Regions from separate parts of the Mus musculus genome. Here all the other regions are linked to region 1. The links are chromatin contacts, called in public HiChIP or PLAC-seq, Micro-C and promoter capture Hi-C maps. All regions are on one chromosome and are shown on one strand. The core of a region is the stretch at or near the end of the contact, and the rest is flanking DNA. Distances in the headings are between cores, read along the strand shown.

Region 1 (3,112 bases), core at 530-3,029:
ATTTGTGCTTCAAAAGATAGTGTGAAGATAATGAAAAGACAATTCCCAGAATAGGTAAAAATATTTAGAGACCCTATCTGATAAGGTCTTATATTCAGAATATGTAGAGATCTTACAATTTAGTAAGAATGCCTAATAAAGGGGGCTGGAGAGATGGCTCAGCAGTTAAGAGCACTGACTGCTCTTCCAGAGGTCCTGAGTTCAATTCCCAGCAACCACATGGTGGCTCACAACCATCTGTAATGAGATCTGATGCCTTCCCCCTCTTCTGGTGCGGCTGAAGACAACTACAGTGTACTGATATAAATAAATAAATAAATCTTTTTTTAAAATGCATAATAAAAATACATGGAAGATCAGTACCTCCCCCAGAAAGAACAAGATAGAAGAACCCTTTAAAGCCTAAACTGAAAAGTAACAGCCCGCACTTGTCATAGGGTTTTTCACTAAGCCCAGCCTGTCAAGAGCTTGAAGATTCTTGTCTTCAAGTTCCACAAATGCGCAGGAACTCGTTTTCTTGTTCTTCACTTTCTTGTTCTCTCACTCCTAAAGATAGGCTGTTTCCTCAGGGCACACAATGGCTGTGTGGAAACCAGAGACCACAGTTCTCCAGGAAAACAAAAACAAAAAAAAACCCTATTTTACTAAGTAAGCATGAGGCTAGTGTTTTAAGACAACATCTAACAATCAAAAGTTGGTTACTACGTATACCTGGCTCCAAGGAGAGCAATTTAATGTAGAAGTAATGTATCCATGGAAAGATAGGTTTTTAGGAAAAATTTTGTGTTAAAAAGTGAAGGAAAACGAACCCCCCCTTTTTTTTTTCTTGCTTCCAACACTAATTCCTTTACCCCCTCCTCGATTCCTTTGTAGCCTTTCAACATATTCTAGTTCTCCATCTTTCATCCAACAAAACAAAAACTAAAACACCTCAGCCAGGTGCTGTGGCCCATGGATCCCAACACTTGGGAGGCAGATGGATATCTGTGAGTTCAGGATCAGGCTGGTCTAAATAGTGAGTTCTAGGGCAGCCAGGGCCATGTAGAGAGATCTTGTCTCAAAACAAAAATCCTAAAACTCTTTTGATTCTGGCTAGTCTCTTACTTCCATTGTAAAAAAACAAAAAACTTTAATCCCCGTCCTTCACAACGTCTTTCACCTTTTTTATTTAAAAAAAAAAAAAAAAAAAAAAAAAAAAAAAAAAAAGGCGTACTTCAAATCCCGAGACATTTTAGTTAAATCCCACAGCTTTCTAATTATTCTCCGAAAACTTGGGTGCATTTAACATACATCCTTGTATCCCAATCAAATATCGGAATCTCATTTATTAAGTTATTAAAATACTGTTTTCTAAAAGGACTAAATAAAGTCTCCTTTGGCTTCCGTAAAGACTTACGCCAAAGATCTCACAATTACTGCACGGGGGTGGGGGGTGAGGGGGATGGAAAGCAGAGTAAATGATGCGACTTCCCATTTTGTGTTAAACGGCGAGGAGGTCCTCCTCGCTGAGGACCGCACAGCGGACGAGCTGGGAACTGGAGGCGGAGCTGCTTTTGCCCCCCCCCCCCCCCAACACACACACCCCACCCCCCCACCCCCCGCTGACCCGCACTAGTCCGATGGCGGAGACCGCTGGCCAGAACTGCAGTGGAGCCGGGGAAGGAACGATTCTCCCGAGCCGCGGTTTCCGCAGGGAAACCTAAGCGAGTTCCTGTTTCGACGCACTTCCGAAGCGTCGGAACAGAGGAAGCCGCGCTGGCTGCCGGGAATCCGGAGTCGGAAAGATGGTGGTCACCAGGTCCGGGCTCTCCCGGACCAGGCTCCAAGAAAGCTCCCAGCAGAAGGTGAGCTGGGTCTCAGGTTCTCCGGGTCTCCTCGCCGCTGAGCAGAGCGGCTCGGCAGGGCGGAGGAGAGCGACGAGGAACCGAGCGGGTCGCGCGTGGTACTGCGCCGGACTGGCTCGGACCTGGGGGTCTTTCAGGGCTCTTACGGGAGTTTCGGTAGCGTGCCCTGCGCAGGCGAGGCCTTTTAAGTTTACTGTTAGGACAGTACCGGGGAAAGTTAATGCCCGCCACCTCGACCAAGCCTGGTTTGGGGGATAGGAGGAGCACCGTTTTCACGTGGAGAGACTGGCATGGCCGAGCACTAACCCCTCCGGCAACTGAAGGGCGGCGGTGGCGTCACTCAGAGCCTCTGGTTGTCTTCTGGTGCTATGCTCTTTAGATTGTGTGGTAAGGGCTATAGAGCAGCCCTTTCCTGTTGTAGAAATCCAGGCAAGTATCGGATTACCTTACACACTCCTAAACACGTGCTCAATTAGTATTCAACTCCCCCCCCTCCCTGCGCTTCTATAAATGATTTAAAATTTACCTCCTCTTTCTTTAAGTAGAGAAAGTTTTTTTAGTTCTGCTTTCTGAAGCCTAGGATGAGGCAAGTAAAAGAAATATCTTATCGTGAGTTTGTCTTCGTTTTGTACCTTCTTGAGTTTTGTTCCTTAGGCCATGCCACCTTTACCCTTGTCCCTGCCCTATCTACACTATATTGTGTTTGTTTTGGTTTTCAGAGGTCTGCTCCTCGGAGAATTGGGACACATCTAGAAAGCACAAAGGAATCGGGATCCGATGGCAGCACAGCTGAATCGCAGCCTGCTGAGAAACAGCACTCACGCAGCAGCAGCAGAACCACAGGCCCAGCGGAGATCATTGTGCTTATTTCTGATGACGAGGCTTCTGAAACGGAGTCCCACACTTCTGGGGTTACTTCTGTGTTAGAGGACCAAGAGCCCATTGTAAGAGTAACTAGGAAACGGCAGATCGTAATTGCTTCCACCTCAAAGTCCACTGTTAGGAAAAGGCAGAAAGTAGCCCCTCAGCATGCATCTGCTGATGAAGTTGTTGTTTCTGAAGCAGAGTCTCATGTTTCAGGGGTTTCTATGGTTGTACCTTCCACAGAGAGAAGCAGCAGAAATAAGGCTAATTCTCAAAGAGATTCAAGCCAAGAATCACAGTCGGGAACTGTATCTGATGCTGAGTTGTCCTGCTCAGGCATTTCATCGTTAGAGATCTTGCCGAGAACAACAGCCAGGAATGTGAAGAAGAAATTACAGTTCCCA
Region 2 (2,848 bases), core at 308-2,807, 210 kb after region 1:
ATATTAGGAGACTTGGAGTCTGAACCAAGATGCTTTCATGTATATTAATACTTCATTTTACATTGCAGTTGGGAAAGATTTCAAGGGGGGTGGTGTTGGGTGCATGGGATGTGTGTGTTTAGAGGGGGATAATTCTTTTTTTAAAAAAACTATTTTTAGTGACTCAGGACTTAGGTGGATGAAGAAGAGGATGGGATGGGGAAGGCGTTCCAGTCTGGGAGAGTAGACTTCCTTCCTAGCTCAAGGTATAAAAGGTGTTAGCAGAAGCCAGGCCTAGTCAGAGCAGAACGCTCACAGAGAGAGAGAGAGGCTCAGTTCATAACAGGGCAGGAAACGGCCATGAACATGAGCAGCTCCAGCCCTGAGCTGCTCTGCTAGGAGTTCAGTGCCCGCAGATCTCCGCACTGGCTTTTTATCCTGCTTGCGTCCTTAGTTCAGCTAAGCAGTAATTGATCATGGTACCTTGTGTGTCTTGCCTGTGCCAGCTGCTCTGGCCCTGGTACTTAGGACCCAGTCCTTACTCGGAGGAAGGTTGCAGTCCATTGGAGAGCTGTGCTGGACAGGTGTATCTTGACAGGCTGGAAGGAAGCCTCTTTTGCCAGTGATTTGGTAAAAGATGCCTTGGCTCTCCCCAGAGGAGCAGGCCTGGTATAGTCTGAGCAGTGGAGGACTTCCTAGGGAGACAGGCTTAGCTTAGAAGAGTTAGTAGAGGGTATCCTAAGAGGAAATGACATTCTGGGTAGAGGAAGGGGTAGCCACCAAAACCTAGACATGACAGCCAGGTATGGGCAGGGAGACAGCCGGGAGCCAGGCAGCAGCAAATTGCACCCTATGTCCCTTAGGAAGCTGCAGAAGGACTTTGGTTAAGAGAGAATGAATGAAGCCGGGCGGTGGTGGCGCACGCCTTTGATCCCAGCACTGGGGAGGCAAAGGCAGGCGGATTTCTGAGTTCGAGGCCAGCCTGGTCTACAAAGTGAGTTCCAGGACAGCCAGGGCTACACAGAGAAACCCTGTCTCGAAAAACCATTTCTAAAAAAAAAAGAAAAAAGAAAAGAAAAGGATGAATGACCTGATTTTGTATGTTGGTAGTGGGTTCCCATTATTTCTGGTCCTTCTGTCTCTGATTATTGATATGTGTCTGTCTGTGTGTCTGTCTGTGTGTCTGTCTCTGTGTGTGTGTATGAAAGGGAGGGAGAGGAAGGGGGCGGGGAAAGGATGGAGGAGGGGGAAGAAAGAGCTGAAATTCCTCATCAGACAAGCATCTCATCCTAGGGAAGGGCGGTGTGATTGTGACTGTGTTGGAGAAATCTGAGAAAGAGAAACTTCCATCCATGTATTGAAATGCTGCCTGACGCAAACAGCACAAACAAGAAGCTGGGATACAGAAAGTATGTGGGTGAATGGACCAGAAAGGCTTGATTCAGTCCAGCCCAGGGGTCTTGTCATGAGCTGATTCTTCCATGCTAGGATTGAGCTGTCTCTGCAGTCATTAAGGGCTACCATAGAGCAAAAAGATCTTGAACTGTGTTAGGGTGTTTCATTTGGACTGACATTCTTTTGTCTCCGCCCCTCCCCCTGGGGGGTGGGGTGGGGGAGGAGATTTAGAGCTTGTTGAATCCACCCTGTGTCAGGTCTTTGGCACTTTGGTTTCATTAGAAACTGCCTTTCTCCTGTGAAGAGTGTGGTGGAGGGAAGGTCCCACCCATGTTCCCTGTACCTGCTCCTTTGGCCTATGTTATAAGTGACAAATCCTGGCAATGGCAGTGGCCCAGCTGCCTTTGTATGGGTGCAGACACACTGTCAGCAAAAGGTGGGAAAAGCCATATGGAAGAATCTTTCCAAGAGACTCAGCCCCTCCTCCTGGTTGGGGTTTGTTGCTCATTCATGCCTCCAGGCCCTAAACTAAAAAGCCCAGCATAGCTTCTTTGTGAAAAGAGCCCTTTAAGTGCATTCCATTGGCATCTGAGAGCTGTGGGGATCTGGCTTCAATATCAGGACATGGCTGATAGAGACTGTGTCCCTGTGCTCCCTGACCAACTTCATAGCTTAGAGTCCAGCCAAAGACTTCTTTTTGTTGGAGAAACCAGAGGGGGATCAGGGGCAGGGTTGGGACTCTCAGAAACTGCCTGTAGATTCAGCACTTGCTGGATTGCAAAGTTGGCGTGTGTGTGTGTGTGTGTGTGTGTGTGTGTGTGTGTGTGTGTGTGCGCGCGCGCGTGCATGCAGGAAAAGAACATCAGCCTAGAACTTTCAGCAGAAGTTCTAAGAACTAAGACTAACGTTAGAACAGTGGACGGGCTTCTCTGCCATGGCTTGGGTACGGGGTCACCAGGACAGGCATGGCAGAGCCTCGGGCCCTGCCACTAGGGTTAAACACATGGCTGAGGATGACCCAGTACCTTTTAACTGAGAGGAAAGAAATGTGTCATAGGGTTGGATGCCACAGTGGCATCTCAGTCATCAACTGTCGTAGCCCCAGGAGCTATTGTTCCTCTCTGGCTCTGGTCACAAGAATGTGCCGACTTACTGTCTAGCTCATGAAACCTATAATCAGTATGTTAATTTTTGTGACTAAGAACTTCTTTTCTGGTTTCTACTACAGATACATGTATTTTATAATGATGGTTTTACGTAAAGGAATGACTATTCCGAATCCTGGCTTCTCGTTAAGGGACTGGAGGAGCCATCTGCAAGCTCCTACCCTGAGCTCATGGGTCCCTTCCAGCCCCACTTACCCATTGCATCGAGACCTAGAGTGCACTGGGAACAAAGAGGGTTGGAGTCTCACCTAGAAGGAGCGCCTATATGGACACTGGGACATGGCTACACCACCATTTCTCTCTGTACC
Region 3 (3,225 bases), core at 546-3,045, 250 kb after region 1:
GTTCTGACCTCTTTCTTTAAGGGATGCTCCAGAGGACTGGGGTTCCCCAGGCTGTGAAACCACACTGCCATTTTCCAGAAACAGCAGCCCCTGGGTACTTAGTGTCTTTCCTTGTCGCAGCACTAAATCACCCTGGCAAGAGCATCCCAAGAAAGGGTTTATCTCAGTTCACAGCCCCTCATGGTGGGGAAGCCAAGACAGCAGGAACGTGAAGGATGTGGTCATGCTGTGTCCTCGGTCAGGAATGCAAGCTTTTGCCCCATGCCCTTAGCAGGGTCCCAGCTGGGGAGCGCTGCTGCCTACAGGGCCCTGTCTTCCTACCTCAGCTAATAAAGCCCCCAGGGGCCCATGTACTGGCAGATTCTAGATTCTCTCACCACCACACTAGGTGTTCATTAAAACACACGGGCATCTGTAACCTCAGGACTTGGGGGCTGGAGCAGGATGACTAAGTCCAGCCCAGGCTATAAATAAAGCCTTTTCACAAACAATAAACAAACCATGAAGCAAAGCCAAAGCATGCCCTTGAACATGGATCTTTAGAGATGAGACACACTTTTAACACAAGAAACACAAGACTTGATTTTCATATTAAAATAAAAGCTGGCCTCTCTTTCCCTCTCTCTCCCTCCCTCCCTCCCTCCCTCTGTCCCTCTCCCTTTCCCTCTCATTCTCACTAGTGTGCAAATTATCTCCCGGTCACCCTGACTGTTTTAGCTTCCAATATTGTTGGGTACAGCCCTGGCCAGTTGAGTTTTCTATGGTGCAGGAATGTGCTCAAACCACTGACTGTTGTGGCTACTGTATGTGGGTGGCAGAGGCAATGAAGAGAGGAAACATTTTAAATTTAAGTGTTAATACCCACTTGTGCAAGCAGCTGTTGGCCTCTGGGAATAAAGGCTGCATTCCACACAACTTTACAAATCTGAGTGTGGGGTGGCATGTCTGTAACTCCAGCACTGGTAAAGCCGCGGGAAGGAGGATCATAATTTCCAGGCCAGCCTGTCATATACAGGGAGTCTGTGTCATATATATAGGGAGTTTATGTCATATATACAGGGAGTGTATGCCATATATACAGGGAGTATATGTCATATATACAGGGAATATATGTCATACATGCAGGGAGTCCAGCCTAGGCTACATATGGAGACATAGTCATAACAAATAAAAACACAAAACAAATGGCTTTGAGGGAGTGAGGCGGAGGCTGGGGGGTGGCCAGAGGGAGGACAGATGTGTTAGAAAATGAACCCCCCAACTTTGTTCAGGCAAGCTTTGGGGAATTTCATGTCTGACTTCTGAGCCACCTGCTCTTCCTGACAAGACTTCTCACTTCAGCCTCCTCCCCTGTGGTTGTCTGGGTGGAGTGGTCACCCTCACTTCCTCATTCCGAGTAGATGCAGTGCAGTCTGGGATCTCCAGACACCTTTTCTTCCTGGCACCTAGAGGTGCGCTGGGGCCTGAGCTCTGGGCCTAAGCCCTGGCCAGCCTCTCTCTTGCTTGTCTTCTGACTTCAGCTCTGTCACGATCCCTCCCTTTTTGCTGCTTGCCTAGCCTCTTGCACCCTCATTTGTTTCTATCTCTCTCTGACTGTGGGATCTACTCACAGAGCCTGGGGGATAGTTTGACTAGTTACAGTGTGTTAACTAAGTAAAAGCCAAGGTCTTAGGTGCCCTGAATTGCACAGTGACTTCATTTCCTTGTTCTGGAATCAAACACTGGCTACCCTTGACGTCTAATTTACTACCTCATTCCTAGGCAGGCTAAGCTGGAAGCATTCATCTGATAAAAGGTGGGTATGGCTAGCTGTGGCCACAGACTGAGTCATCCCCACACAGCACCAGGAAGTCCCCAGCAGATACTAAGCAAGTGATTGTCATTAGCCAGTTAGCCACTGATGGCACACCACAAGAACAAAGCAGGGGGAATTGGTTCCTTGTTAGTTGAAGCCCCTGGGGTGTAGGGTTGAATTAACATTGTTAATGCTTTTACTAAGAGAGAGAACTCTTCCAACAAGTATTCCAAGTTTATCTGGGAATCTGGTCGGATTCATTGGTTAGAAAGACAAGAAATCAGGAATGGGACATAGTTGGGAGAAAAGGAAAGAGATGGGACAGACAGACAAAGTGAGTCAAGGTGGCCAGGTCTGATGGGGACAAGCCTGTCAGTTATAGCTTATACAGGAGACTGAGGCAGGAGGACCACAAATTCAGTAACTGAAGAGGCAAATGGATGAGACCTTGACTCAAAGTTAAAGATTAAGATGAGCTAGGGACAGAAGTCAGGTGTAGAGGGCTTGTCTTGGATGTACAAGGCCCTGGGTTGAGTCCCCAGTGCCTTGGAGAGGGGGATGAGAGAAAGAGAGGGAGGAAGGTGGGGGTTGGGGGCTTACAAATATAGATAGAGGTGATGTTATTTTTGTGACCACAGTTTATATTTTACAAACGTTGTCCCTGCTTTGCAAGTGAGTACTCTACACATACACACACACACACACACACACACACATACACACACACGACACTTAAAGACACCAGAGCTCATAACTCAGTTAACAGGTATTAGGAGAATTGGGAAGACTAAGTGTGCTCTGAGTCACTACCACCTCTGCTCAACAAGGGCGAGACACAGCCGGGAACAACAGCCCCGGGATGAGCTTTCAGGAGAGTATGACCCTGGAGTTTCAAAGGCAAGGCGGGCGTCATAGCTACAATTTTACTTCCAGTTCTTGCATAGTAGCCTGGAAGACTAAGACAATTTTAGCCCAGTGCAGTAAATTCCTGGGTTCAGAGGGGGAAGGAACTGGTCACTGTCTGAGCTTCCTGCCAAGACAGACCCTGCACATAGGGTCCCATTGTTATGTGCAGAAAAGTCACCATGTTTCCTGCCCTAAGGCTCTTGAGTGTGACCCTTGCAATTTAGGGTGAGAAAAAAGGAGAATTGGGGGTGGGGAGTAGATCCTCTGTTTTATTGGGGTCTGACCTTACAGCAAATTCCTGCCTGTGTTTCAGTCTCTCAGGCGCCTGTGTTGGGGCTGCAGAACACTCTTCTTGCCTCCTCTCTTCTCTTGTTCTGATACCTGTGACATCTTGAATCAAGTTCATATTCTCCCTATCCCCCCTCCCCGTCTCCGTCTCTCTCTCTCACACTCACCCCTGTCTCTCCTTTTCTATTCCCACTAAGTGGAGCTCCAGTCTTCCTGTATGTTGGGAAACCTGCTAT
Region 4 (3,259 bases), core at 143-2,642, 230 kb before region 1:
GGAAGAAGCGCTTCATGATTCTGTCCAGAGCTTGCTTCTGTTTGGGGCTGCCCTGCACTTGTGAGACACTTGGAGATCTCGTCATATTTGCTCATTTCATCTATGTTGAGTCTATCATCATCACGAGTTTCTGAGCCTGGTCTCTGTCTCCTTTAACAGCCTCTTCCTCCAGGGTCTCCCGCCCATTGGAGCCGCCCTTCTTCCTTGTGGTTTTCCTGAGCAGGATAAGCTATTTCTATTTCTGCCTCTCTGTCTCTCTCGGGGAATTTTAGTGAGCTGCTTAGTTCAGTAACTCAGGGCTATCGAGAGTAACAACTAGTGGAGTCCTTAATCTCACGAGGTTTCAGATTGCTTCCCTGTAAAACTAAGCAGACAGTTACCTCAGAATGACAGAAACAAGATACTCAAAGGCAGTTTACAGTTATACCACGTCCTAAGTGAACTATGGGTAAAATGCTATTTTACAATGACCAAAGCCTATATTAAATGCCACTACCTCCAAGGAACATTTTAAACACTCAAAGCAGAAATTTACTCGCTCTGTAATTGGACGCTTCACCAAGCACGCCTGTCAGCCCTCATGACTGCCCCGTATATTCTTAGGTTAGCCAACATCCCGACCCATGTTTACAAACAGACCCAGTTAGTATCCATTCCTGGCTCTCGTTCCACCCTATGGAGGTCTTGATGTCTAGGGTTTTTCAAAGAGAAAAACGTTCCTGAGATTTGAGGAGGCTGGGGCAAAACTTTCATGGGGAAGGACCGGGGAGACATGTTTGGAGGTCTTTAGAATCACAGCTGCATTGCCCAGTGGTCGATCTGTCTAGCAACATCTCCACTCCCATCCCTGCTGAGCTAGATCGCTCACAAGTAACGTGCTGAAGCCTGTGGCAGACTTTGCTACTATCCTGCTGAGTTTGGATTATACCAAGCAGCCAGGACCGGTTGATTAGACTTGAAGTTATTATCGGGCAAAACAAAGGGCTGAAAGAGAACGGGTTACTTTAGCTCTCCCTCATTAAGGAGAAGCAATCAAATCAGGATCCTGCCCGGTGTCAGAGCACTGGAAGGCAAACATCCAGCCTCTAGGTATGCAAAGGGAATTGTCCCAAACTTAAAATGCAGAGATATCCAGAGCATCTTCTTCAGAAGCCGCAGGAGCCCCTCTGATGTCCGGTGGAGGAGGGCACCTGAAGCCGCTCCGTTTCCCGTTGAAAGACTCATTTCAGGGCCCTCCGTGCCCGCACTTGTGTATTTAGGGCCTTTCTCCGTCTATAAAGAAACCGAAGCCTGTCTCCTTTCCCTCACAAAAGGGCTTACAGGTAATTAGAGGGGGATTATGCTTGAAGGGGAAACGCGGCCTTTAATCACCAGAAGGACACAGCGGGCTGAGCTGGACGTGGTCCTAGCGGCCTTTGTGTCCGGTGCTTGCCTGAGCCCCAGCTCGGGGTGATTCTCCCGGTGCTGGGGTGGTCCGGCATGGGCTTCCTCAGACAGATACAGCTTTTGCTTTGGAAGAACTGGACTCTGAGGAAAAGGCAGAAGGTAAAAAAGGGAGCGGGGTGGAGGAGGGTTGGGAGGAGGGAGCGGGGAGGAGAGGCGAAGAAGAGAGCTAGTTTGTCCTTTAGTTCGGAGGCCACCTTTAGCTGCTCAGTGACCAGGTGCCCTCCCACAGGATGACACCCTTCTCTTGTCCTTGGCTACATGAAAACTATTCTGTCCCCTGCCCAGCACAGGAATCCACTACCGCTCCCCACCCCTCCAGCTTCGACACCTGCTGGCCCAGCTCCCACCACAGGTTGGAAGCTTCAAGGTCCCTGAAAAACAAACAAACAAACAAACAAACAAACACAAATTTCCTTGACGCTAGAGCGTGGGGTGCTTTTACACGTTCATGTTCCTGGAACTGGGATGTAAATTCCCAGAGAAGTCACAGTTGCGCTGCCCACAATTCTGTTCTGTGGAAAAATAACTTTGCATCTTCCAATTGTGTTATTAACCACAGATTTACCCAAACCTCTTCTGCGATCAGTCATGGCTGGACTGGACTAAGGGTTTAAATGTGTAACGTGCACACTCCCCACCCCACCCCCACCCCCACCCCCAAGCTGGTTTTTCAGCTGGGAAATCCTGAAGTATGTTTTGAGAATCCAGACTAATATAAAGTAATGTAGGCCAAATATCCCAGGAGAAATGCTGATGTGTGCTGTGGGAGATCAGAGCCCCTCCAGAGTTGCTACAAATGGTTCCTCCATTGTTTTTTTTTTCTGTGGAAGGATAAGGAGCAAATTCATATCCATAACGAAATGGGGCTGAGAGTGTGCCTCGGCTGGGAGAGTGCTTGCATCCCCGGTACCACACAAACTGGGCACAGTACCCAGCAAGAGGGTCAGAAATTCAAGGTCATCCTTGGTTATCTAGTGAGTGAGTTCAAAGCCAGTCTGGGATTCATGTGATCCTGTTGAGTGAGAGAGAGAAAGAGAGAGAGGGGGGGGAAGGAGGAGGAGGAGGAAGAGGAGGAGGAGTAGGAGAAGGAGGAGGAGGAGGAGGAGGAGGAGGAGGAGGAGGAGGAGGAGGAGGAGGAAGGGAAGTTAGGAAGGAATGGCTGTCCCAGAGCCCTACAGAGTCCTAAAAACATGAAACAGCTTAAGGAAGATGATGGGAGGGGGGAGGGTTGCTGTGCGAAGCAGAGAGGGCTGAGATTAAATTACGGGGCCCAGGATTGAGGAAGATATCCCTTGTTGAACTGTAGCCTCCGCACACAAATACACCCTAACACACATGTGCACACACATATGCATTCAACACACATAAGCAAGAGAAACGAAAGCTGAACCTCATGAAGAGGACAGGAAGGAGACAGGCTATGGGGAAGAGCATGGTTTGTGGTAGGTTTCTGTTGGTGGACTAGGCCTCTCCTGGGGACCAAAGGGAACGTTAGGAAGAAATGGGACTAGGCGGTGGGGTGGGGTGGGGTCGTGTGAAGACCTGTGGGGTACCTTAGGCAGGTTTGGTCAGAGAGAGATGAAAACGGGGATGTGTCAGCTAAGCACACAACTGGCAGCTGGGAAAGGAGTGGAAAACTAAGGTTATGTGAAGGTGGCCGTGCCACACTCCAGTTTTGAGCTCACCCACAGGGACACCATTGTCCTATGGCTGGCTGCTTGTCCCTGACCAGGCTGGTGTCATTTCAAATTAGCCTTGAAGTTATTTGGGACCCCCAGGGACCAAGTGCTAACAGTAACCAAAGGCTTCCCCT
Region 5 (3,241 bases), core at 506-3,005, 190 kb after region 1:
ATGGCGGGAAGCATTCCAAGTTGTATCTCAGATACCAGGACCAAGGGTGTAATGGACAATGATCAGCTACCACTTCGGTCCCTTCCGAAGACTGGAGAGTCACACTGTCTATTTACTTTATGATCCACTATGTTGCACTTATAAAAAATATTCCTGCTGTTCCTAGATGATCTATATTCTATTTATTTATTTTTGTGTGTGCGTGGAAATCAGGATATCTTGCAGAAGTCAGTCCTCACCTTCCACGTTTCATGGGTCCTGGGGATTAAAACTCAGGCTGTCAGGGTTGGCAGCAATCACCTTTGCTGCTGAGCCATCTCAGTCCTGGGTCATTTTTGTAACCCCTTTATAAACTTAATTTTACACCTACTCTTGTGTGCTTCAATAGTCAGCCCATCTTCTTGCACTAAATTCCATAGGCTTATATTACTCTCTCTCCCTCCTCTCCTCTCCTCTCCTCTCCTCTCCTCTCCTCTCCTCTCCTCTCCTCTCCTCTCCTCTCCTCTCCTCTCCTCTCCTCTCCTCTCCTCTCCTTCCTTCCTTCCTTCCTTCCTTCCCCCTTTCTTTCTCTCTCTCTCTGCCCCCTCTTTCTTTTTAGTGTAACTTCCTTTTGTGATTAAAATTTTAAATAGTATATAATTACATTGCTTCCTTTCTTCTCCTCTTCCCAACCCCTCCCATCCCTGCCCCAAATCCCTCTCAAACTGATGGCCTCCTTTTGAGTTTTATCGAAAGACACACATACACATATGCATAAATATATAAGTATAGCCTGCTGGGTTTGTTCAGCATGGTTTGTGTGTATATGGTTTTAGGGCCGACCACAGTGTATTAGCTAGCCAATTAGGGTGCTCATTCCCTGGGAGGCTAATCCCCCCCCCCCCCCCCCCCGTTAGTCGTCAATCGATGCCTGTAGTTAGTTCTCTGTCTAGACATGGTAGACATGGGTCTCCTGAGCTATCCCCCTTCCTCAGCACTGTGCCTGTTGACATCACCATTGCTCGGGTCTTGTATAGGCAGCTACATTGTGGAATTATCTTGGATGAGTATTCCTGTCATTTCTAAGAGAGAGGATCTCACAGCAGACTCCCTGGTCCTCTGGCTCTTAGCAACCTTTCCACCCCTTAAAAGATTACTTTTTAAGGAAGGTAAATTAGAAAGCTTGGTGCAGCAGAAAGTGTGGGCTGCCTGCATTTCCAAGTTAGCAATGAAGAGGCAAGTGTCCTCCAGTGCCCAGGCTGTGGACAGCACAATGTGGCCAGAAGACAAAAGCCTGCTCTTCAGGGACCACCTAAGGAAGTATCAAGACAGGATGCAGCCTTTGTTCCTGGCTGGGTTCCTAGCTGTCAGCCTTGGCGGATTCTTGTTGCCCACTTGTGAGCCTTAATAAAACTTGCCATCGCCAAGCCTGCTTTGCAGGTTAGAAGAAATGTCACGACACTGGAGCTATTGTGCTGAATGAAGGCCTCTGGAGCCCAGGGGCGTCCAGAGAGGCTCAGAAAGCCATCCTTTGTGGGGTTAATGCCTGTTCCCAGAGGGTTCTAAGCCTATAGACAGTTAGCCTGCCCAAGGCTCAGATCTCAGCGAGGCCATTTCCCGTAGTAGGATTGGGATACCTCAGGTCACCCAGCAGATGAAAAGAGAAACAATAATGCAAACTCCAGCACCGAAAATAAGCAGCCTGGCTGTGGGAGGCTTGGGCAGAAGAGGGGGCAGCCGGGCCTCAGCTCCCTTTTGTACTCTACATGGCTGCAGCCATGGTCATGGCTAAATAGCTGTCTTTGAGGGAAGTGCTTTCTTCCAGCAGGAAAACAGGCGAGTCTGCTCTGAATTAGCCAGCTCACAAAGTCATGAAAGGGACTCACAGAGACAATGGCACGCTGTACATTCCGTGAGATTCTAACAAGTTATATGAACCAGATAATGGCCCAATTGGCTGGCTCTGCAGGTTTTTTGCCTGAGTGTGCACATCCGCAGAGAGCCCGCGCTGTCCCCTGTGGGACCAGATCAAACGGGTGCCAGCCGAGAATGCAGGCTAACTCTGGGCCCATGTTCAGTTTCGCCCACTCTGCCCACAATGTGCCCTGTCGCTATTCTTAGGAAGTTTCGTGTTACTACAGTGTAGAACACTGCAGCCACTGGGTAGGAAGACAGACAGACAGACGAATAGGGTAGAAAACAGTCCCTCACCCAGCAGATTCTTATCCTTTGAGCTTACAGAAATATGGATACTTAAAAAAAAAACATATCACAAAACATATTTCATACGAAAGTCTCTGTGTATACGCTTATATATGACATTATTTAATATCATTCACCACTGATGAATTAGAAACAGCCCGAATGTCTGCTTCAGCCATGAACAAACCATGGAGATCCACACGGTGGCATACCGTTCAGCTACAGAAAGAAGCAGACGCGCAAAACCACTGGTGTACCACGCAACATTTTTTTTTTTTAAATCTTTCAAAGTCTACCAGCTCTAATCACATCTCTGGTGACAGAAATGAGTCCATGGTTGAAAGGGGTAAGCGAGGGTACCTCTACAAGGGAACTTTGAGAGTATGACAGGGGAATGTCTTTGATTGTAGAAATAATTACCCAACTGATCATTTGTCAAAGCTCACAGGATTGTACTGAAAAGGGAGACATGTACTGAATGCAAATTAGCCTGGCCTTTAAATGGAAACGAAAATCTCCTCTTTTGGCCTTTGGGGACTGCCACCTCAATAGGGCAAGTTTCCGGTTTGAGATGGGCTGCTCCGTGAGGACAGACCTCCCAGCAGATGGAGACAGTGCTCTTAGAGACTCCGTGGAGGTTCACTCATGCCTCAGATGTTTTCCAAGTCTCTCCTGTGCACTCACCGTGTGGGGGGGTGGGAGGTGAGGGGAAGCTGACATGGAGTGTTTACCTCAGGGAGTGGCAGTGGCCACGGGGAGGCCAGGTGTCGCCAGAGGCCATTTGGAGGGAGAATTAGAAGCCGTTTTATTCAAGCAGGCCAGCAGATCCTGGCAGGACTTGAATGGAGCAGGTGACGGAAGGGAAGCTGGGGGCAGTTCAAGTTCACATGAGGGCCTGGGATCTTGCCAGAAGCTGGTCAGCTTGTGAGAAGGAAGGAGAGTCCCAAGTAGAAACCTTGTTACCACCATTGTAAATCAACCACCCAGCGAGCGTTTGAAGCTATGTTTAGAGCAAGGGTTAGGAAACTCCCACTCAAAGCCAAGTCTGGCTCACCCCCTC
Region 6 (3,249 bases), core at 344-2,843, 130 kb before region 1:
TAGCTTCAAGACCACAGCAGTAAAATCCTGTTTTTAGAAATGTCCTCTACAGGGAACTGGGGTTTCGGAGATGCTGAATCAGAAGGTGGAGACAAAAGAACAGTTCAAGACCCTGAGAAATGACAACTTGTGTCTTGCTTTATTAGTCACTAGTGGGCGGGACTTAGTCTTAGAATGGGCGGGACTTAGTCACTAGTGAGCAGGGCTTGGTGTTAGTGTGGGACTTAGTTAGAGTGGGTGGGACTTAATTTTGTCTGTTGAAGAACTGGGGTCTCCTCCCGCATCAGAGTTATAAGCCAACCATTGACACACTCACTTTCTCATCTTTATGTGAAAGAAGGTAACCCCAAAGGTGGAGACCCAAGTTAAGAATGACAAGAGTTGACAGGTGGTGGTGGCACATACCTTTAGTCCTAGCACCTGGGAGACAGAGGCAGGCAAATTTCTGTGAGTTCAAGACCAGCCTGCTCTACAAAGTGAATTCCAGGAACATAGAGAAACCCTGCCTTGATACCCCCTCAAAAAAGAGAGAAAGAGAGAGAGAGAGAGAGAGAGAGAGAGAGAGAGAGAGAGACAGACAAGAGTTGAGACAGAAGAGAGTTGGGCTGTCTAAGCCAGGCATGGGACTAAGAGACACAGAAAGGAGTGGTGGTATTGGATAGTGCCTAAACTATCTGCAAAGGGCAGAGAAGACACAAAAGAGAAATCACAAGTTAGGCCCACAGTAAAGTCAAGGAAGACATCAAAAAGGGCTAACCCAGGGAAAATGAGCAGGAATTAGCTAGGTGTTTATAAAAGGGAAGAGTACCTTAAGAAAAGCCAGCAAAGAGACTTGGAGGTAGCCTGAAGCATGTAGAGTTTGACATAGACAGGACAAGACTTTAAGGGAAATGATGAAGAAGATGGAGTTACACCAGGATAAAGGTCCAGACACCATCTTGGAATAGAAATGGGAAAGAATTAAAAACCAGCTTAGCCTGGGCTGTTGTGGCACATGCCTTTAATCCCAGTACTGAAGAGGCAGAGGCAGGCAGATCTCTGTGAGTTTGAGGCCTGGTCTATGGGGTGGGTTCCAGGACAGCCAGGACTGTCACACAAAGAAACCTTGTCTCAAAAAAACAAAACAAAAAACAAAACAAAACCAAGCAAGCAAGCAAACATGGGCTTAAATCTGGATACAGTGGCCTTTATTTCTAGTTCCAGTGACTGGGAGACTGAAACAAGAGAGTCACTTGAGTACAGGAGTGCAAGGCTAGCTTGAGCAATATAGTAAGACTATCTCAAAATGTGAATTTAGATCAACAGAATTGACATCAAGAAAAATACTGATATCACTCAAAGCAATCTACAGATTCAACACAATCTCCATCAACATGACAATGACTTCCATCAGCATGACAATGACTCCATCAACATGCCAATGGGCCCCATCAACATAACAATGACCCCTATCATCATGACAATGATCCCCATCAACATGACAATGACCTCCATCAACATGACAATTACTCCTGTCAACATGCCAATTGTTGGGGTTCAGAAGTCACCCTGCAAACCACAAGAACACTAATCTCAGTCAAGCAGGGATGGTTTACTGAACGTATATCCAAAGACTGAGTGACCAAGGGAACAGCTCAGACTCTAGAGCTGAAAGCTAGCTGTGCGCTGGACATTTCTCGGGGCCAACTTATAAAGGCTAAAACTGCAAAACCCATAATGAGTTCATATGCAGATGTGGGGGAGCTGTAGACCGGTTGGTCTTTTCTCATGTTTCCTTAGTAATTTAGACAGAACAGTTCAAGCCAACCCCTATCTTGCTTGGTCATGAGTGACGGCTGCAGATGGGGAATTTCTTAAGATTAACAAACCGCAGAATAATCGGAACCTAACAGGGTAGGTGGTCTGCAACAGGGTAGGTGATCTGCATGCCCCTGCTCTGAGTCCAGTTCTTTTTCTGTGACCATGACTGGCGGGCATATTACAGTAACAATAGGAAGTAGCTGCTAGATATGGAGCAAATGGCTACAGCTGTGCTAGGGAGGCTACCTCAACACCGGTGATTTCCATCAGCATGCTGCAGATGACGTTCTTCACGGGAACTGGAAAACGGGGATGTGATAGCTCAGAAGGTTAAGGCCCTTGCTACCAAGCCTGATGACCCGAGTTCAATCCTCTGGATTCAGATTGTAAAACCAAGAGCTGATTGTAAAAAGGAAAAAAAGAAAAACGAAACAAAAACCTGACTCTTGCCAGGTGTCTCGTGACCTCCACATATATGTATGCCCCCACCAGGATAAATAAATAAATATAATGTATTTTTTTAAAGAAATAGAAAAATGATCCAGGATAAATAAATAAATATAATGTATTTTTTTAAAGAAATAGAAAAATGACCCCCCCCCAAAAAATATATATATAACTACACTAAACCCCATCTCCTCGCAGCCAGTGGCTGTCATGAGGAAGACAGATGACTACAACTGCTGATGAGTATACAGAGGGAGAAGGAACCCTTATACACCATCGGTGGGGATATCCATCGAGCCACTACGGAAATCAGTGCAGAGATTCTTTCCAAAAGCTAAGAGTAGAGCAGGTTTGGTCTATACCACTCCTGACATATTTCCAAAGGAACATATGTTAACATACAGTAGATACTCGCACATCCAAGTTTACTGCAGCACTGTTTGCAACAGCCAAGCTAAGGAACCTACCTAGGTGCCTGTCAGAGATGTGATGGGTGAGGTTCTATGCACCCACCACAGAGAAGGATCGAATCCTGTCGTTTCAGAAAAAGGCATGAAACCAGAGAGTAACATATTAATCCAAATGAGCTGGATTTAGAGACAAATGTATGCCTTCTCTCAAATGTGGAATCTAGAATGTGGCTTTGCTTGCTTCTAAATTTAGAGAGTAGGAGAACTATTTGGAGAACAAGGTGGGACAATGTTGTTTGCCTGCGAGGCTAAGCCCTCCCAAATCCACATCCCCTTCGGAAGCTGAGGTGGCACTTACTGGGCATGAAGCATCATGGCGTTGACAGGGGCTCTCCTACTGCCTTGTAGGTATGGAGGAATTTCCATCGGAGGAAAACTCCCTGCTATCCCCATCAGCGGGGAAGCACTTGTTGGCTTTCTAAGTGGCCTTGGCCAGATGATGAACGTGAGCGGGGTATGTAAAGACTTTGGGGATGAGTTTTTGACTTGTTTAAATATTAAGAAATGGAAATTATCTTAAGTACTACAGAAG

Evidence for each region. Promoter capture Hi-C pulls out the DNA fragments that hold promoters and counts their contacts. A called contact is a pair of places that touch in the nucleus more often than the background predicts. HiChIP or PLAC-seq counts read pairs in DNA pulled down with a chosen protein or histone mark.
Region 2: an H3K27ac HiChIP or PLAC-seq map of embryonic stem cells shows a contact between it and region 1, with 4 times the contacts expected there. The contact joins the enhancer-like site here to the promoter of Dnttip2 in region 1. A contact is called at or near these places in 5 of 39 promoter capture datasets (the C10 cell line, cranial neural crest, liver and 2 more), 1 of 484 Hi-C or Micro-C datasets (bone marrow-derived macrophages), 12 of 115 datasets of contacts at active chromatin or transcription factors (bone marrow-derived macrophages, embryonic basal ganglia, embryonic hindbrain and 5 more) and 3 of 9 other capture datasets (adipose tissue, liver and macrophages).
Region 3: a FOXA1 HiChIP or PLAC-seq map of pancreatic cancer cells shows a contact between it and region 1. The contact joins the enhancer-like site here to the promoter of Dnttip2 in region 1. A contact is called at or near these places in 2 of 39 promoter capture datasets (cranial neural crest and embryonic stem cells), 1 of 484 Hi-C or Micro-C datasets (bone marrow-derived macrophages), 11 of 115 datasets of contacts at active chromatin or transcription factors (the 230-238 cell line, bone marrow-derived macrophages, differentiating embryonic stem cells and 4 more) and 3 of 9 other capture datasets (adipose tissue, liver and pancreatic islet).
Region 4: a contact with region 1 is called in a promoter capture Hi-C map of liver, with 3 times the contacts expected there. The contact joins the promoter of Abca4 here to the promoter of Dnttip2 in region 1. A contact is called at or near these places in 2 of 39 promoter capture datasets (both in liver) and 1 of 9 other capture datasets (adipose tissue).
Region 5: a promoter capture Hi-C map of pre-B cells shows a contact between it and region 1. The contact joins the enhancer-like site here to the promoter of Dnttip2 in region 1. A contact is called at or near these places in 9 of 39 promoter capture datasets (the C10 cell line, cranial neural crest, embryonic stem cells and 6 more), 2 of 15 datasets of contacts at CTCF or cohesin (the NIH/3T3 cell line and large pre-B cells), 1 of 484 Hi-C or Micro-C datasets (bone marrow-derived macrophages), 17 of 115 datasets of contacts at active chromatin or transcription factors (the 230-238 cell line, acute myeloid leukemia, bone marrow-derived macrophages and 10 more) and 4 of 9 other capture datasets (adipose tissue, liver, macrophages and 1 more).
Region 6: a Micro-C map of embryonic stem cells shows a contact between it and region 1, with 2.1 times the contacts expected there. The contact joins the enhancer-like site here to the promoter of Dnttip2 in region 1. A contact is called at or near these places in 1 of 39 promoter capture datasets (the 3T3-L1 cell line), 1 of 15 datasets of contacts at CTCF or cohesin (the NIH/3T3 cell line), 4 of 484 Hi-C or Micro-C datasets (cortical neurons, embryonic fibroblasts, embryonic stem cells and 1 more), 1 of 115 datasets of contacts at active chromatin or transcription factors (embryonic stem cells) and 4 of 9 other capture datasets (adipose tissue, embryonic stem cells, liver and 1 more).

Annotation. Positions count from the first base shown.
Region 1 is chr3:122,272,635-122,275,746 of GRCm38.p6, forward strand. It overlaps Dnttip2 (deoxynucleotidyltransferase, terminal, interacting protein 2), which reads left to right and starts at 1,780. Exons shown (of 7, transcript NM_153806.1): 1 at 1,780-1,844; 2 at 2,564-3,112. The coding sequence starts at 1,785.
Region 2 is chr3:122,486,659-122,489,506 of GRCm38.p6, forward strand. The region is part of intron 3 of Bcar3 (breast cancer anti-estrogen resistance 3); the gene reads left to right. Among named protein-coding and RNA genes, the nearest start is that of Gm34349, 7.9 kb to the left of the region's middle. Within about 2 kb of position 1,558, at least 37 of the 459 cell types and tissues checked have an H3K27ac peak or open chromatin away from gene starts, as enhancers often do. A contact at or near this core is called in embryonic stem cells, where this site is marked.
Region 3 is chr3:122,519,681-122,522,905 of GRCm38.p6, forward strand. All of the region lies in intron 8 of Bcar3 (breast cancer anti-estrogen resistance 3), which reads left to right. Among named protein-coding and RNA genes, the nearest start is that of Mir7657, 20 kb to the right of the region's middle. Within about 2 kb of position 1,796, at least 114 of the 459 cell types and tissues checked have an H3K27ac peak or open chromatin away from gene starts, as enhancers often do. A contact at or near this core is called in the 230-238 cell line, bone marrow-derived macrophages and pancreatic cancer cells, where this site is marked.
Region 4 is chr3:122,043,068-122,046,326 of GRCm38.p6, forward strand. It overlaps Abca4 (ATP-binding cassette, sub-family A (ABC1), member 4), which reads left to right and starts at 1,393. Exons shown (of 50, transcript NM_007378.1): 1 at 1,393-1,545. The coding sequence starts at 1,480.
Region 5 is chr3:122,459,721-122,462,961 of GRCm38.p6, forward strand. All of the region lies in intron 3 of Bcar3 (breast cancer anti-estrogen resistance 3), which reads left to right. Among named protein-coding and RNA genes, the nearest start is that of Gm34349, 19 kb to the right of the region's middle. Within about 2 kb of position 1,756, at least 74 of the 459 cell types and tissues checked have an H3K27ac peak or open chromatin away from gene starts, as enhancers often do. A contact at or near this core is called in the 230-238 cell line, neural stem cells, pre-B cells and 1 more, where this site is marked.
Region 6 is chr3:122,144,133-122,147,381 of GRCm38.p6, forward strand. Abca4 (ATP-binding cassette, sub-family A (ABC1), member 4) reads left to right here. Exons shown (of 50, transcript NM_007378.1): 33 at 3,066-3,171. Among named protein-coding and RNA genes, the nearest start is that of Gm40138, 19 kb to the left of the region's middle. Within about 2 kb of position 1,594, at least 6 of the 459 cell types and tissues checked have an H3K27ac peak or open chromatin away from gene starts, as enhancers often do. A contact at or near this core is called in embryonic stem cells, where this site is marked.